Linked DNA regions of Salmo salar: region 1 is linked to region 2. The links are chromatin contacts, called in public Hi-C maps. All regions are on one chromosome and are shown on one strand. Each heading gives the region's core, a stretch centred on a gene start, on an enhancer-like site or on the middle of the called end of the contact. The rest is flanking DNA. Distances are from core to core; before and after follow the strand shown.

Region 1 (2,823 bases), core at 288-2,787, 140 kb after region 2:
GAAAGAAATCCTCTTATTCTCAACAGGCACCATACTGTGAGCGACGATTGGTCAGCCACTAATGGTTATTAGTTGACCGCAATTCAACGTGTAGATGGCCACCACTCATGACAAACTACTGGCAGCGGTGTGGAATACACAGTGGGGTCTGTGGTCGATGGTTGGCCACTGATGGTTTTTGACAGATTGTCGGTCCTATGCGTCCTCTATTGTACACTCATAACTTTCTTCCTTAAACTGAAACTTGGGGATTTGGGCAATGAGGCCCTGTATCTACTTCCCCTAAGTCAGATGAACTTGTGGATGCCATTGTTATGTCTGTGTCCAGCATGAACGACGTTTGAGGTAGTTTCCTGAGCCAATGCTAATTAGCGTTAGCACAATGACTGGAAGCATATAGGTATCAGCTAGCATCCCTTTAAGTTCCTTAATGAGCATAATGTACCATTCAGGCAGACCAGGTGTGTGAGGTTAGTACCTTAATGTCTGGGGACTTGAGCAGCAGCGTGCGGAGCGGTGTGTAGCAGGCCGATGGCAGCACATTGTCCTCGATGTAGGTTACGTTGAGCCTCAGAGAGCCCAGGTCGTCTGTCTTGGACTTCCCATTCCCTTTAGGCTGGAGGAGATACCTGTGGACCAGGGAAAGACACCCAACAAAACACACCCAGTCAGCGTTAGAGTGATGGCCAAGCCGACACATTTGTATTTGACAGTGGTGAGTAGGGCTGCACATTTCCGATAACTTATGTCCAGGTTTAATATAGAAATACCGGTTAAAAGCTTCATGGAATCAGGACAGAGTAAGCAGGACATCTGGAGTCCTCCAACCAGAATGTCTGGAAAAACTGGGAGTTTTGGCAAAGTTGCCAGAATTTCGCAACCCTAGTGGTGAGACGCAAATGATGCTGTCAATGCTGCCCACAACATGGGTCATGAAATGTAACGTTTTCAGCCATATAGTGCTTTTTCACTTTCAAATCCATTTCCTGTCCACATCGATTAAACAAACATAATAAAGTAGCATTTATATAACAAAAGCTTTGGAGTTGGAGTTTTACACCTCTGGTAGTGTAGTAGCTTTAAAAAAAAAAATCAAAAAAATATGCAAAGATTTCAAACAGAACGAGAAAAACAATGCATAGTTGAGCAATTAAGCTGCGTGTTTAAGCAGCATGTGAATGAGCTTGGTGAGCCTGTACAGCTGCCTAGCCACCAACAGATGGAGCAGTTTTCACAGATATACATCAGGCTGGAACTCTTCATCGCTTCGAAAGCTGCAGCTATGTTTGTCTCTAATCTGCTTGAACTGTAATCGTACTGCAGTACTCAGACACCCAGAAACCTCAGTTGAGCCCATGTACTCTGGGACAGTCAATAGATCAATATACATTTTGTTCAGCCGAGTTGTGGGTCTGTATGTTAGAGTGTATGTATAGATCATCCCTGCCTTTCTCTCCCTCTCTCTAAAGGAGATGGGGTTCTGCTGTCTCCATGCAAACTGACACCCACACACTAGTCTCACGGCCCTCATGCAAAACACATAGATCGGTATCTGCGTAATCCCTTATCACCTAGATGCGCGCACGCGCACACACACACACACACACACACACACACACACACACACACACACACACACACACACACACACACACACACACACACACACACACACACACACACACACACTTTACAGAACACCACCATCGCAGTGTTCAAAGCAGTCTGAAGACGACGGAAGTAACCAGTCCAAAAAAAGTACCACAGATATAGAGTTGCTAGACCGGGGGACAGGATCTGGCACAGGTTCATCTCCAATTATATATTGTTAAGGTGCTAGACGTAGGATTTTGGATCATTTCGAAAACCGCTGTTTGAAGCTGGTAGACCAAAACCGCCAACAGCTATAAAAATAATACAATGATTCCCTACACTATTCAGTGCTTATTTTCTCAGGTAAACTGAAATTGAGAGAAGTGTTGAATTTTAGCTACCAGGAAATGATAGTGATTTCCAGTAGATAACACAGCCACAAAGTCAGAACAGTTTTCCCAGTTTGACAACAGACGCTGTTCAGGCAGGAGAAATCAATAGGCGAATATCATAGCCAATCACAACACTGGCGGGTAAGTAATACTGTGAAACACTATAATTCCACTATTAGCGCCAGATATAAATGGAAATTCTGAAATTACAATACAAAAAAAATTATAAATCCGATGTGTAGCAGCTTTAAAACACAAGAAAGAAAAAAAACGTATTACTATTAAGTAAAAATAGGAAAAAATATCAAGGAACTGGATGTACCCCTATTCCTCTATTCACAAAGAGTATTGCAGCAGGACTGATATATTGTAGGATCAGTTGTGCCTTTTAAATCATAATGAATAAGATTATATGGACAGGGGGAACCTGATCCTAGATCAACAGTACCCCTCGGATTATTTGTGAGTATGGGCCTTTTTAACATCCACCTCACAATGTGCAGATCTGATCTAGCATCCACGGATCTATGCAGAAAAGAAGGTCAGCATTGTGAGGGGTGTGACGTCAGAGCGCCGGATTGTTGTGGCTGATAAAACGAGGCAAGTAGCAGCGGAGTGCGTAAGACCCTCTGTGTCATGTCCCCTTATCTGTCATCTGCTAATCAGTCTATTCATTTCAGCTAGCTAGCGCGGCAGTCAGATTACATTCTTCAGGTTGAGCGCAGCAGCAGGCGTGTGGCTGCGTGCAGTGAGTGCACGACGTGTCCATGTGAGAGAAAGAAAGTGTGTCACGGTCACCTGATTTCACTAGTAGACTATGTGGCTCTGGTACAAAGTA
Region 2 (2,700 bases), core at 176-2,675:
AACTTGCAGTGGAAGGATTGGGAAGTTAGAGGGACTTCATTTGCCGATTCTCTGTACGACCCAGTCCTGCTGGCACAGTGGACAGCGATTGTTCTGCTTAACCCAGAGAGACATGCAACAATTGTGGAAAGAGTGGTTGCACTCTCCCCATACCACTGTGAAAGAGGGGAGACAGAAGCAGACTATGAAATGGTGTGCTACATGGTATTTTCAAATTCAGCATGTCAGCAGAAGAGCAGAATACATGGTAAAGCATATTGGTACACACACAATCAATATTTGTATCCAAATGCATACACAGTACAAACTCTGCTTTACCAAGGTTAAGATACCCTGGCTTTATCAAATTGTAACCCCATATACTAGACTAGAAACCCAGGTATATCTGTCACATGCACATCTCCTGGTGTGAGACCAGTAGGAGTTGTGGCCCAGTTCTGGATCTATAAAATGTGTATCCAGGTTTCCCCAACACTGGAGCAGACCCATGTAGGACCAGGGTCATACCTACCGGTGATCTGAACACCAGATTGAACTGTCTGGTGTCTTAGGGCTATATAAATGCTTGGCTCTAAGACGTTTAAAGTAGCTTACCAACACAGTCCTCTTGTTTATTTTCAGCCTGACACCGCAAGCATGCATCTGCGGAGAGAAGGTATATATCAAGGAAACGTATTAACCAACTAGCCATACTGGTGCACAGCTGTCGCTGACCATTCCTGCATGGTGACAAATGGACTGACACAGCTAGCTTGACAGCAATTCAGTCCTCCCATGCGAGAGTAGTTGGTTACTGTAACTAGCTTGATTCCTTGCAATGCCTTGAGTCATGTTCTCAGAATTCTAACGTTAGCTATATTAGCTAGCTAACGTTAGTTGTCTGTTTTGTAGCTAGATATGATCTAGCAAGCTAAGCTATCCAACTAGGATCCATTATCGGTCTGTCTGCCCATGACATGATGATGGCCATCTCTTAATCAGTTTAGCTAGGTGACTGTCTGACCACTAAACTACTGTATTTATCTTGTTGTTAGCTAGCTTAATGCACACTAAGAGTTATCTATGGGTGTACTACTATAACTAGTTACTGTAGCTGGCTAGCTAGCTAAATAAACGTACCCATAACTTGGACCCTACAGATGGCGCATGTATCGCACTCCACATCCCAGCTCCACATTGCCACAGCATTCCATTTCTTGAGAGAAAACATCTTGTCACTGCTCGATTTTGACCCCGAGGTAGAGCTGTGAGAGTGAATTACACCCGGCTCTTCACCGTCTTCCATCTCTGCCATAGAATAATCTAGCTAAAGGTAAAACAAAATGGACGAAATAAACAGGCTAGCTAGTCCGTAGCGCAAACAAACCAGCCCAGCAGAACAAACAAACCAGGAGGCGCTCATGCGCTAAAACACATCTGCAGTACTAACAAACTAACACATGGCGGAGCCAAAGATTAAAAGGTAGGCTACTGCGAATGAAGCTGAAATTCTTCACTGTCGGTCTCAAGAAGCTAAGAAAAGGTAGCGGATGCTCTTATTTTGTATTGCGCACCCTTCTGTTCTGGTTATTTTGCTGTGTGTGTGTTGTTTTTTATATACTGTATGGCTACTGTTGCTCAGTTGACCTTTTTCAATGAAATTAGTAAAAAAATAACCCCTTGAAATACCTATGGTTAAACTAATAATGGCACTAAACTTTTAAGTAATATATATTGCTTATTTAACAGAGAATACTGTATCTACACCAGACTTTCTCAAAATACAAAACAGATGTTTGGACAACATTGAGACAATTCAATCAAATCTAACCACAGTTCTCAAATTATTCATACACTCAGCTCTGTTTTGATCTCAGTGGCGTTCTCTCTCCCTGTTATGTGAAATGATATATGTATGAAATAACCAAAACATGCTATTTAATCAGGAAATGCTGGCTTTCAAAGTCACTGTAGCGCAACAGGAACACCCTAACCCAATAACCAAGTTTATCTATGCAGGGTCCTAATGAATGAAAGAACATCAATAGAAGGCAATCAAAACTTCAATCTCATCCCAAAAAAACTCCAGCCTGATGCACATACATGCCATAAGCCAATTAATTATTTTCCAAAACATAGCATGACTAGGAATGTTGATGTACAGCTGAGTCAGGTCTTGAGTTCACAGGGTTGTATACTTTTGAGGCAATTACACCCCATTTTCCTCCAAGTCCTCTACTCAATCGCAAAGTACCACAGGACTCTGTAATGCTCTGCACTTTGCTTTTAAAGTATCCTGTTGCCTCGGTACCTTGAGACCCCTCGATGGACTTCTTCCCACAGAGTTTAACTCATTCATTTGCTTTTAGCCTAGAATAAATAATAAAGAACTATTAAAAAAAGTAAATGTGTAACATTTTGTTAAAACATGGTGTTTGTGTACTCACATCCTACTAGTGAGAGGGTAATACAAATAAACTGGTTGATGAACATGGGGTTCACCCCTGTAGCATTTTCTGACCATGTGGGTAAGTTGGGTGAGAAACTGAGTCAAATACTATATAGACAAACATATTAAAGGAGTGTTCATGTTTCTCTGGATGTCAATTTTGTGGATGGGAAGAAACAATAGAGTGCAAGACACATCTGATATGATGAGGAGACATGATATAAGCCATTTGTCTGTGCTATTCGGTATTGTATTTTCTGTAGGGCTGATTG

What was found. A called contact is a pair of places that touch in the nucleus more often than the background predicts.
Region 1: a Hi-C map of gill shows a contact between it and region 2, with 2.0 times the contacts expected there. The contact joins the enhancer-like site here to the promoter of LOC106580882 in region 2. A contact is called at or near these places in 2 of 3 Hi-C or Micro-C datasets (gill and muscle).

Annotation. Positions count from the first base shown.
Region 1 is chrssa20:56,426,899-56,429,721 of Ssal_v3.1, forward strand. rasa2 (RAS p21 protein activator 2) reads right to left here. Exons shown (of 24, transcript XM_014162395.2): 10 at 479-629. Among protein-coding and RNA genes, the nearest start is that of LOC106580883, 25 kb to the right of the region's middle. Within about 2 kb of position 1,538, at least 2 of the 13 cell types and tissues checked have an H3K27ac peak or open chromatin away from gene starts, as enhancers often do. A contact at or near this core is called in gill, where this site is marked.
Region 2 is chrssa20:56,286,195-56,288,894 of Ssal_v3.1, forward strand. It overlaps LOC106580882 (RING-box protein 2), which reads right to left and starts at 1,426. Exons shown (of 3, transcript XM_014162410.2): 1 at 1,120-1,426; 2 at 595-642; 3 at 1-155. The coding sequence starts at 1,294. The coding sequence ends at 37.